Regions from separate parts of the Dromaius novaehollandiae genome. Here region 1 is linked to region 2. The links are chromatin contacts, called in public Hi-C maps. All regions are on one chromosome and are shown on one strand. Each heading gives the region's core, a stretch centred on a gene start, on an enhancer-like site or on the middle of the called end of the contact. The rest is flanking DNA. Distances are from core to core; before and after follow the strand shown. Region 1 holds the start of LOC112993743 (olfactory receptor 52B2-like). Region 2 holds the start of LOC112993726 (olfactory receptor 52K1-like).

Region 1 (5,934 bases), core at 2,076-4,575, 310 kb before region 2:
CTTCCTGAAAAAGGTCTCGTTTGGGGCCAGATCTCCAACCATTATAAATTAGAGAAAAGTCAATGGCATAAAGGGAGCAGTGCTGATAGTAGGAAGGGCTGGTAAAGTTGAAAGGATTGGTTATGTTTATCTAGTTTGCACAGAAGAGGTCAGAGAAAATTGATCAGTAATTCCTGCATTTAGTCCAAAACAAAGTGTTTTTCCCAGCTCATGTTTGGGAGAATATTCATGATATTTTCTGAAAACTTTGAGATACAAGATAAATAAATATACACCCAAAAGGGAGCTGAACATGGCAGAGTCCTGGCAGAAAATGTGTATTTCATATATGTACAGGTCCAACTCAAACCCTTTAATAAAGCTCTGATGGTAATGGGATATCATAAGTTTGCATCAGACAAAGTTCAGGCCCATGGCTCCCTACTAATTTCTCCTTTATCTCTTAGTGACATGATTTACTTTGAGGAAACATCCAGCGGGATATCTGGTCAGTAATGATATCAAGTGGAGTCTAAAAGGAGGAGAAAATCACATTGTTTCACATGCATACACCCTGCTTCTGTGATGCAGAAAACATCTACGTACTTTCCTCTCAAAGGAATAACATTCCTGTCAGTGCAATTGCCCAGTCCTAAAGAATACTCGGGACACTTTTTCTCGAATTAGTTTGTTTTTCACTGTGTAGACAATGGGGTTTAGCATGGGTGGTAGGAGCATATAGAGATTTGCCAAGAGGATATGAACATGGTGGGGGATCCTGTGGCCAAACCGATGAGTAAAAAACGAGAAAAATGCTGGTGTGTAGAACAAGCATATAACGCAGGCATGAGAGCTGCAGGTGCCAACTGCCTTGAGCTTGGCATCCTTGGACGAGAGCCTGAAGACAGCCCTGAGGATGAGGACGTACGACACCCCAATGAGCACGATGTCCACTCCTGGTGACAGAAGGGTGGTGGCAAAGCCATACCAGATGTTAATGGAGATGCCGGCACAGGCCAGCCGGGCAATGCCCATGTGCTCGCAGTAGGTGTGTGGCATGACACGGTGTCTGCAGTACGGCAGCCTCCGAAGGAGGAATATTGTTGGGAACATCACACAAAAGCTCCGGGCTATGGCAGCCAGCCCAATCTTTGCTATCACCGAGCGTGTGAACACTGCGGTGTACCGCAGCGGGTTGCAGATGGCAACGTACCGGTCGAACGCCATGGCCAGCAGGATGGTCGACTCTGCAATGAAGCTTACGTGTGCAAAGAACATCTGGGTAAGGCAGGCATGGAAAGACATCTCCTTGGAAAGGGACCAGAATATGCTCAGGGCTTTGGGCACTGTGGAGGAGGATAGTACGAGATCTGCCACAGCCAGCATGGCCAGGAAAAGGTACATTGGCTCATGGAGGCTTCGCTCCTTCACAATGACAAATAAAAGGATGAAGTTGCCAAAGACAGCAGAGAGATACATTAGGCAGAATGGGACGGAAAGCCAGATGTGCAGGTCCTGCAGGCCTGGGATGCCGATCAGAAGGAAGGAGGGAGGCTGCAAGCTGGAGTGATTGACAGCCGTCATCATGGGATGAGATCTGAATTAGTTTGGGCTGTCTTCCCTGTAAGCAAAAAATAGAGAGGAGGTCACAGTTCACAAATCACAAAAATAGACCTGGGATTGCTGAGAGCACTTTCTGTGGATTCTGAAGTGATTTAGAAAAATCGCTCCCCCCACCCGAGCGTGATTGAGATGTTGGCTCCAAACCAAGTGATAAGTGAAGCGATAAGTATTTTATAAAATCAGAAAGAAAATCCAGAGAAGGGATTTACCAAAGATCACAAGTCGGTACAAGAGCCTGAGCAAGGAATGCAGCCCCTCTAGCTCTAACTGCAGCTACCAATTGCACTTTTGTTTTGTAGCTCCCAAAAGCATAGGAGGCAGGCGATGAGTTGGGACTTATGGACTCTGATTTTATACAACATGCTAATTTTATACAACATGCTAATTTTTTCAGTACCTACCTCGCTACTCTCCTTACTCTCTGCTCACTCGTTCATTCCCATCACATTTTGCAAGGCAGCAGATTATGATCTCTGCAAGGCAGAGACTGCTCACGCAGCATCCTGAGCAACAAAGCTGTTTACTGATGGCAGCAGGACATCAGTACGAAAGCATAATCCAGGAGTCTGTGCAAAACAAAACAGAGTGGAAGATCAGCACCCACAGAGCAGGAGATCTCAAGGAATGACTGTATGCTGGGGAGACAGAACAGCTGCTAAATTTTAAGGCAAATTCAGAAGCAAAGGTCTAAGGCAGAGTAAGGCTGTTGGGAGAGAGGTAAGCTCCACAATTCCAGCACAGAGTTTACGCAAGGGGACTCAGGATCCTCACCATTTTCCCATGTCAGAGATCAAATATTGCGGCCCTGCATAAATGTCTGGGTGGCTGCTGGCACTGCAGCTGGGTGAGACACAGCTCCCCAAACCTGGGCAGTGCTGCCTGGTGCAACATGTGCAGTGAGCAAGCCTGACTCCTCATGCCCCGGTGGTGCAGGGGGTTTGCACGTGTCAAGTCCTCTGTATGCACACAAGTGGCCGGAGAAAGGGGCTGTTACACCTTTTCTACCTCCTGCTACCCTGGGACTCTCCTCTCTGCTTCCATCTCCTGTGTGAGCTGCTCACCCCGACCCAGAAGGTGATTTGCAGTATTTCCAGTAAAGCGACAAAGCTACCAGTGAGGGCAACAACAAGCAAACTGTGAAGGGGAACCATGAACTCCCCTCAGACAGCAGGAAATCAGGGCCATATCCCAGGCTGTCCTGGTTGGCAATCGCCTGTCTGGCGACCTTAGCCCAAGCCCTAACCGATATTCTTCTGCTTCTCTGAACGCACAGTCCAGTTCCCTTACCGGGCAGTACACAAGAGGAGGCTGGAGAACACCAGCCAGGCTTTCAGCTTTCTGGAACCAGGCTGTGATCTCCTGCGTGCCAAGCTGATTCAGGTGGAGCCTGGGGAGCAACACTGCAGGTAGCCCCTGCACGTGAATCACCTTTCTGGTCCGAACAACCACGGACCCAAAGTAGCCGCACCTACATGACAAACCCTGCTTGGACACAAGTGTTTCTCCACCTCAGAGCCTAAAGCTGCAGCGTGGAGTGGGCCAGGGGACTTTCTCCTGGCTGCAGAATTTTACCTTCTTGCTCAAACCAGGCACCTCAGACATATAGACCTGCTAAATAACAGCTACTGCAAGCAACTCACCAGCTCCTGTGACAGCCAGCAATGAGGGAGGTCTCAAACCAGGCAGGGAGGTGGCAATATTTATACAGTCCCTGAGAGTCCCAAGGGGGGGGGGGGGTCACATGCAACTGGGAGCTGCAGAGCTCTGGTTGGTGCTGAGTGGACAGAAGTGGTGAAAAGCATACAAAATTAAAGTGTATTTTACTGGAACTCCTTTAACAAGAGCTGCCAGGTGACAGATTACCTTCCACGGCTTTCTCAGGTTGCGGCATGGGGGAGAGTGCACAAAGTCATCAGAGCACTGTATCATCACCTTCTTCGTGGAGGGATGAAGATGGGATGGGACAGCTTCAGACACATGGATGAGTGATGCTGATCTCTTCCAGCTAATGCTACAGCAATGATAAAGGATCTGCTGTGATCATTATCTCTAGCCTTCCTCTGCCTCCCGTGTGGGCATGCAAATGCTGCTGCTTCTAGCATCACTGTGATTAATACAGTAACTGTGTCTGCTCTCTGCACCTTGCTTTCACTGCCATTCTCGGTCTCAGTGTTCCGCATTGGCTTGTACTCTATGAGGACTCTCTTTGGAGACATAAAAAGAAAATCCAATATTAATAAAGAGTAGGAATGGGGAACAGGTGGGTGAGCAGAGGAAGGATGTGGGGGAATGGAAGCTAATAAAAGTATAAGGAAAGTCAAACTTGGGTGCCTTAAATTAAGCACTAAATCTAGATTTAGTTGCTGAAATAAAAGCACACAGATTGCCTTTAGCCAGATATTTTTTTCTACCTTTCCTGTGCAAGCAGAAAGGAGTGCAAGCAGAGCAGCAGCTCATTTATGCCTGCATCCATGTGGACCAGCACAAGGCTTCAGGGCTTATGTCCGGACATGCCTCGGGAAATGTGAGTCAAGCTGGTTGAACGCAAGCTGGTCAGACAGGTACCAGAGTCGCTCATCCAGCTATTTACTCAGAAAACACCCCCTTTAAAATTTGCTTGTCCTTAATGGCTAGTCAACACAGACTACTCGCACTCACTGTGACAGCTCTTTCCTTTATGTCCTTGGATCACAGTTTTCTTGCTGTATTACCTGTGGTTCAGGACACCTCTGCTACTGCAGTGTCTCTGTCGGGTGAGAGGCCCTTTGCGCTCCGGGTGGCTGGTTCCAGCCCTAGTCCTGGAGGTTAATGAACCCACGAGCAATTGCTACTCTCGTGTGTTCATGCACAGATGAATCCCACACAAAAAGATCCCTACTGCATCATGCTGCAGTTGGGTTACATTGCGGCTTTGCACCAAATCGCTTCCTAGTGCCTGAAAATCAATCTCACCTTGGTAAAACTGTCCTTTTCCACGGCCCACTCCTCACTCGGGTATCCCTCCCTGCAGGCGAGTCAGTGGTACACAGGTCTCGCGGGCTGCCAGGGTGAGGGGCTGATTTCATCTCCTTTCTCTCTCCCTTGCTGCCCTCAGGGGCCCAGTCCAGAGCAGACCCAGCCATGGCAGAGTTGTCTGCATTGCCCAGCAGCTTCCAGGGGCTCTTCTTTCCTGTCCTGCACTGGTGGCAACCCGCAGCTCGGGCCTGAGAAGTGGGTGCAGGTTTGGAGTTCCTCAGCTTTTGTGTTTTCAATCTCAAAGTCTCAAAACCAAGGCACAGCTGCTGTTTGAAAGCAGCAGCCGTAGTCACAGGTGTGTGTGCAGGTCTCTGTGCACAGGCGTCCTTTAACTGACGATGAAATGTCTTCTGTAAGCCACGCAGGAGAGGACCCTCCTTATTTCTAGCCTTTCTCATTGCTCCAGAAAAAACAGGAAAGTGGGAAAAGAAATAAGAGGAGAATCAACCTTTCAGTGAAAGTCCTGACATGGGACACAGAAACTATGGGGCAGACCGCGATAGGGCAAGCTGTGAGGCAGCATCGACTTGCCGTGTCCTTCCCCACGAGTAGAAACGGAGGCGATAACCCCACCACCCCCTGCTTATGCGACGAGCTGTGCGCGACAGGCAGTTCTGCTCCCCACCACGAGCTGATGGGAACAGGGCTTTGATGCTGTAGAAAGAGCCACCCAGTCTACAGGCTGCAGGGTCAGTGGTTCCCACTGGGAACCTGCTGGGCTGCACCCAGCAGAGGGAGGCAACGAGCCGCACACGGCCCCACCGCGGAGACCACGGGGCGATTCATCACGAATCGCCAGACTTTGCCCTGCGGAAATGGGAGTGTGAGCTGGCACCAGGCTCCATGGGCAGCGCTGGTGGCAGACGTGAGGTCAGCCAGGGAGCTGCGGGTTCCCAGCCGTGCTGGGAGGTGGGTCCTGGCTTCGCGCATCCCCCACGCTGCAAGAAACGCTGTTAACAAGACCACGGCTGGCTCGCAGCCAAGGAAACTCGCTCCAGGGCAGCAGACGTGAGAACGGCTGCAAGGAGCTAGACCAAGGTCTGTGTGACCCTACAGCCACCACTAACAGACGCCTAGGGAAGACGTTAAGAGCAAGGCAAGCAAGCAGAGGTGCTCCTCCTCTGTGCTCATGCTGGGAGCAAGAGCACGGGGCCTCCTCAGCCAGAGACGCTATGCTGGTATCAAAGGATTTTTCTCCTGTGAATTTGTCCTGTTGCTTTTTGAGCCTGCAGAAGCCTTTGTTCACAGGGCAAATGTCGTCTGGTCAAAGCTCTCACCACGATAAACCAAACTTTTGATACTGGAAGTTGCCAAATT
Region 2 (6,544 bases), core at 1,656-4,155:
ATCTGGGCGGGGGAGCCCTTTGGCCGGGCTCACACTGCTCCCAGTTCGCACTGTCACTTCCCATTCCAGGTGTGGGCTCCCAGCCAGCTCTGGAAAACTTGGCTGCTTCTCCCTGTGCTGCCTCAGTTGGTTCATTGGGTCTAAAATGATCCTTCTTGGGTCAAAGCTGATGGGGAGCTGCATGTTGCCGCAGAGACTTGGAGCACAAGAGAATACATTTCCCTGCTGAGCTCAAGAGACCAGACCTGACCTGAGTCACATCTTAAAAACTGGCTTCCTCTGGGACGCTGACTATTACAGACACCCCCCCGCCACGCAGCGTGTTAGCAGCCATGATAAATAGCTGTTTCCAGAGCCAGGGATGTAGCTGCAGACTCCTGGTCCCAACCTGGGGACGCCTCGCTCCTGCTGTGCCTCGGTGCAGGTGAGTGCATTTCCACGCGGGAGGAATCCTTCTGCCCCACCACCAAGTACCCCTGCAGCGTGGGGCACCCAGCATGAGGAGAAATCCCCTCGTCCGCACCCCTGCTTTAGCCGTGTTGGACCTGAGCCTAAGCGAGGACCCCAGCAGGGCTCAGTTTAGTCTGGCTAGAGGAGAGCCAGGAGAGGACCAGCTCGCTTGGTGGGTGGACACCTGGGAAGGAGATGAGGAACGCAAAATAAAGGGTGTTGTTGATCCCGGGACAGTACGATAGCAACCGAATAGATTTATTAGGCTGAAAGGAGAACGATCCTCGTTGTTGGAGCAATGAGACGCAGGAAGAGCTGAGTAGAAGGGGAAACAGCCAAATTAGTCTCAAGAAAGCACTCAGAGTGCTGCTTTTGAAGAGCATATGCCATAATGCTTGTGGCAGCAGGGACTGGATGTGGTGACCCGTGAGCTTCCCTTAAGTCCTAGCGAAAGGATTCTCAGGCTCTTACCTTGCATCCTGCAGGGGCCTGAGCTGGGAAATTCCCTAGCACTCCCCATTTCAGCCTGTTCCCAGAGAGAAGAGGAAGGCTTTAGCCAGTGCTGGGGCAGGACTGGTGCTCAGCTCAAAACAGGAAAATAGGGATTTACATTTGTATAAAAGAAATAACAGACCGGGAAAGATCTGCTAAAGATAAAGAAAGAAAAGCTGAGATGCTTCCGTCAACCCTGAGTCTGTTTAACCTCCGCCCTCCAAAAGGAGTTGTGGTGATAACTGCGTTTAGTTATTCTTTGCTAACACTCACAAAGACTTTCATCCTTCCAGAAGAAGGAGAAGCACGTCTCTGCGCTCATGGCCTCGTAGCCAAGGCTCCCCTGCTCCAGCCCCTGCCCCGGAGAGCAAACGCTCCCACGCGCAGTAGCAGCAGCCCCATGCACCAGCCCCGACGCAGGGGACTTTGCAGGGACTGAGCTCCCCGTTAGACGGGCAAAGGCAAGAGGCAGAGCAGCGATGGAGAGAGGAGGGCGAGGGCTTCACTGTCTGCCCTCCCCCAGGCCTTCCCGGGCAACGTGCGTTTATCACCGGTAACTTCTTCAGAGCCACAGGACAGGTAGGACCGGCTGTGTCAGGACCCAGGCTTCAGCTTTGCAGCACAACAGATAACCCCTGCCGTAAACTAATCAGGATTCCCAAAGCATCCTTGCTCTGTCAGGGCCAAAAACATGCTGTGAATATTTTCTTTTGTTCTAGCGTAGCAGTGAGGTGTCCTGCGCTTGCTTCCTCACCCCGAACAAAACACATGCCTGATTCGTGACATCTGAAGGCATCTTAGGAGCACCAATAATGCTAAATCTTAAAACCGATACTAAACCATCTGTGGGGAGCTGGGGGTAGAGAAAAACTTGATGGGAGAGAAACCAGAGCATTTATCTTCAACCCTAGACCAGGGTAGTGGTGAAGAAGAGGAGGAAAATAGGATGGTCCCAGTAGGGTCAGCACCGGCCATGAGCACGAGTGGAAAAAGAGAGGGGTCCATGTCTAGGACTGTCAGAAGCTAACGTTGTCCGTGGATCAACACCCGTGCAGGAGGGAGAGCTGTTTGGGTCCTGTCCAGGGGGGCCAGTCCCTTTCAGTGCACCATCAAAATGCACAGGCACGGAGGACTGTAGCTTGCACACGTGTGCATGGATTTATGGACAACATAAATGCAGCTCGCTGTGTTCACGCGCATATCGAAACCTGCTCTTTGCCTCACAGGAATACTACCTGCTTTGTTTCTTACTGAGAAAGGTGCTCTGAGCATCACCCAGGTGGAGATAGCTGCTGGTTTAGTGCAAGGTTTAGTGCACACCTAGCTCAGGCTTTGCCTTGATTTATGACTTGAAGCAGCCACTTTATTCCTCCATTCTCTATTTCCCTCCTCCCAGTCCCTCCAGGTTAGTGAATAAAATTGCTGGCAGGCTAGAACTGTTTGAACAGGACTTAGCACAGTAACTCCTGGAAACCAGAGTGTGTAAGTGCTTCTTTAATACAAATAATCAGAACTTTGACTCATTTTCAAGGCTTCTGCAGCCTTTCAGATACCGAAGGAACTGAACAGAAAGTACAGGCAGTGGATTCCTTCGGATCTGGATATTACTGCTGCAAGGTTCATAGCCTCCACCGTATTGCTGTAAAGCTCTGAGCTGCAGGACCAGGTAAAGCAAGAGGGGAAAAGGGGGTGAGTTGTCTCAGGTCCCTGCTTCGGTGTCTCTACAAGTGCGTGTGTCCTTGTCACCTTTGCTCCCGAATACGGCAAGGATGTGCTTTGGTCCGAGATCTCTCAGGCTTTCTCCCTTTCTCATGGCTCTTAGTTTCAAAGTTTCCCTGGCTGCCCAGCATAACAAGAGTTTCATTGCAGAGAAGAGAGATCTGTATCTGCAGAGGGAGAAACTGTGCTTTCTTCTTTTGGCTGCAGGAAAGCTGAGACCTTGCAGCAGGTTGACACTCCAGGATGGCAGGCTGGAACCAGACGGATTTGGCCAGCATGTCCCAGACTGAATTCCTCCTGCTTGGATTCCCTGGGGTCCAAGAGTCCAGATTCCTCCTCTTCATCCCTTTTTTCTGCCTGTACCTACTGATTATCACTGCAAACTCCATCCTCATCTACACTGTGAGGGTGGAGGAAAGCCTCCATGCCCCCATGTACCTGCTGATCGCTCTGCTGCTTACTGTCAACCTCTGCAGCTCCAGCACGTTTGTGCCCAGGATGCTGCTGGGTTTCATCTTTGATCTCAGCCACATCTCCCTGGGGGGCTGCCTGGCACAGATGTTCTTCCTGTACTTCTTCATCATGCTGGATTGCAACATCCTCCTCCTCATGGCTTTGGACAGGTACGTGGCCATCTGCAGCCCACTGCGCTACGCGGACATAATGACCAGAAAATACCTGGCCAAGTTATCCCTGGCTGCAGTGGTGAGGAGCATCTCTTTTGTCAGCCCAGTGGTGATCCTGGCATCCAAGGTGCATTTTTGCCACTCTAATGTCATCGAGCACTTCGTCTGCGAGCACATGGCCTTGATGAGCCTGTCCTGCGGGGACATCGCCAGGAACAAGATTGTAGGACTAACCATGAGAGCCATCACCATCACCTTTGACTTGGGCTTCCTCCTGACATCCTACTGCAGGATAATCCGTGCGGCCCTGAAAATTGCTTCTGGGAACATCTGGCACAAAGCCTTCCACACGTGTGCCACCCACCTCATGGTCATCCTGACAACTTACCTCTCCAGCCTCTGCTCCTCGATAGCATACCGCATGGGGAAGTCCATCCCTGGGGACGTGCACAACCTGATCAGCGTGACATACCTGTTACTGCCGTGTGTTATCAATCCTATCATCTACGGTGTGAGGACCAAAGAGATCAGGGAGCACCTGCTAAAACTGCTGAAGAAAAGAGGGTTGGTTTCAATCCCCTTTAAGTGGGTAGCTACAAGCGAGCAGAGATAACATCTCCCCGTGCAGACACTCAACATCCCGCTCATCACCATGGTAATGGAGCTCTGAATACCCTCTTCTCAGAAAAAGGGTTCGATGACACACGACAAGAGTTAATTGCAAGGGCAAGTCCAAGAAAAAGCAAACCATTAAAAAAACTGTATGCAGCCCAACCGGCAATTTCCAGCTTCTCTGAGCCAGTCAAGCACTGTCAAGCCTCAGGATTTCCCCTCCTGCTGACTGAAATCAGCCTGATCTGAGATGCAGCACAGAGTTTGGGAACAGCTGGCTTTGGATGTCGTGTCCTGTAGCTTTTCTCTGTCCCAATACTTGGTAGTAGTTAACGGTTCATGTTGCAGCTACGATTCCCCGCCTCCTCGGAGCTGTCCCTGTTGGAGATCTTGCCAGTCAACCCAAGCATGTGAAAGATCAGCTTGACTGACCTCCCTTGCTTGTGGAGGCCCCTCTGGAGCAAGTGTTAATTGCAGGAGGAAATAGATCCTGCTGGTAGGTATCCTCCTGATCAGCAAGAGATCTCAGTATTTGGTTTGCAAACACCCCGACCCAGGACGCTCCATGCACGAGAGTGGGAAGATCCCAAGCACTGCATGGAGACTGCACCTGCGCGTCTCCCGGTTCCCGTCCCCCAGGAATTACCTCATTCTCTTTCGTCAGTGCCCACCAGACGAGAGGGGCTGCAGAAATAGTGTTACGATGGCAGTTCCTGCAAAAACCTCGCAGCACACAAAGAACAAAGTGTACAGTGCTAACACGGAGCTCTCCTCACTCACATAACGCATCTAAATTTGAACTGGTCGTAAATGCACAAGCATTGAGTGCAGTTCATAGCCAAAAGGACATACTTTTGCCAAGTGCAGCTGGCCAATGGGAAGCTTTTTTAGATGTTTCCTCCTGCCCTGGATCAGATGGGATTTTTCTAAGCATGGGCTACCCTTGCTTTTCAGAAGAGAGGCTAAAGACTGAAATATCCATGCATGCTCTAGTACATCTAAAGGTCAGTCCCAGTGCATCTCTACGTACCCACTGAACACCTGATGGGAGAAACCATTCATCTCTCCTCTCCCAAATCATCTCTAAAGGAAACTATTCAAAAGCAATCACCAGCAAATCACGTCTCCAGCAGCTGGGAAGAAGGGAAAAGGCCACAGGGATGAGGAGCACAGGCAGAAGTACTTGTGCCCTGGAGGGTGCACGGGGTGGTCAGAGGAACACAGAGGGGAATAAGGAGAGCTGGGTGGTTTAGTCCAGCAAAGTGGCATTTCTATTTAAGTATTAACAATCATAATTCTGAAAAGTTTCCTAATGTGCAAAAGCATCCGGCTGTTCTCGCAGTCTTGCTGAGTTTCCCAGCTAACGCATCATGTGGCGCTGAGTTGCAGTTTCTCAGCCAGGCCAATGCTTTGGGACCAAATTCGGCACTGTTATTCGTGCCCAGTACCCTACTCCAGACCTCTCAGCCTTGCAGAGAAAATGCCTCAGGCTGAAGAGCGGCAGTAGGATCTGTCACTGATGCACAGAGCTTTCTGCCCACCACTGCAAAAGCCTTTGAGTTCTCAGGATGTACTTTTTTCTTCCTTTTGAAACAGATGTTTTGATATTTTTAGTCTAACAAAATAAAAAAAAATCAATGCTACAAAAACTAGCCTAACACAATATAACACAAGGCTGAGAACATCCACATGGCTGTAGGACACCTGCCCAATATGGACAACCTATGAAACAAGCAAAAAAACCCTACAGAAACCTACAACGTCATGCAGTGCGTAAAACAGTGCCAACTTACTGTGACAGCAGCGAGCAATCCTTATAGCACAGGACACCATGCACAAAGGAGGAGCGTAGGTGGAAAATCATTCCCTGCACGGACCAAGACTTGTGTGATTTGGACGTACCGAGATCAGTCCCACGTGACTTTAATAGAGACAAAAATCTCAGGCATCTCAGCGCTGATCAAGGCGCTCTCCCTGCCCGCCATAGCAAGACAGGCAAGCAGAGCTTCTCAGACTCAGCCGGCCGCTCAGGGAACAGCTAATGGGCTGCAGCAGCCCCAGGATCCCCACGTTCAGCTCTGCCGTCAGGAGCATGTTCTCAGCAAAGAGCCCAGGCAGCACAGCGACAGCTATTCAGCCTGAACGGCCAGAAAGAGCGAGCTTCTCTCAAACGCAGCCGTTTCAATGCTTTTTCTCTGCAAAGCTACCCTGTTTCGGAATCACGGTCTCTCGGCAGACCACTTTTAACACCAAGACAAACATCCCCGGGTCTCTGCACGGCTGTGCTGCCCTGGGCAGCTGTACCAGGACGAGAGCAGAGCCCGACAAGGCTCCAACACCGCATTCATCCCGTGGGATTCCCTGGGCTCCGGGAATCTCAGGCTCTGCTCTTCCTCCTTTTCCTGCCTCCGTGTGCCCAGCAGTTATCCATGCAATCCGGGTGGGAAAAGCCTGTGCTCCCCCATGGACATGCCGGCCTCACCTCCCTCTGCCACGGGGCCCTGTGGGTCAATGCTGTTCTGCCCCAGATGTTATCCGGCTTCCTGCTCCCACGCCAGCACCACCTTCTCCCCCTGCCTGGGGCTCAGCTGGGAGCCCTCCATCCTGCCGGTGACGGCACCGGAGCAGCCTGCGCAGCAAAGCTG

Evidence for each region. Hi-C and Micro-C count contacts between places; a contact is called where the count stands out from the background.
Region 1: a contact with region 2 is called in a Hi-C map of ovary, with 2.7 times the contacts expected there. The contact joins the promoter of LOC112993743 here to the promoter of LOC112993726 in region 2. A contact is called at or near these places in 2 of 4 Hi-C or Micro-C datasets (brain and ovary).

Annotation. Positions count from the first base shown.
Region 1 is chr1:218,633,740-218,639,673 of bDroNov1.hap1, reverse strand. It overlaps LOC112993743 (olfactory receptor 52B2-like), which reads right to left and starts at 3,325. Exons shown (of 3, transcript XM_026117623.2): 1 at 3,243-3,325; 2 at 2,004-2,168; 3 at 141-1,600. The coding sequence starts at 1,566. The coding sequence ends at 613.
Region 2 is chr1:218,321,890-218,328,433 of bDroNov1.hap1, reverse strand. LOC112993726 (olfactory receptor 52K1-like) reads left to right here and starts at 2,905. Exons shown (of 1, transcript XM_026117603.2): 1 at 2,905-3,900. The coding sequence starts at 2,905. The coding sequence ends at 3,900.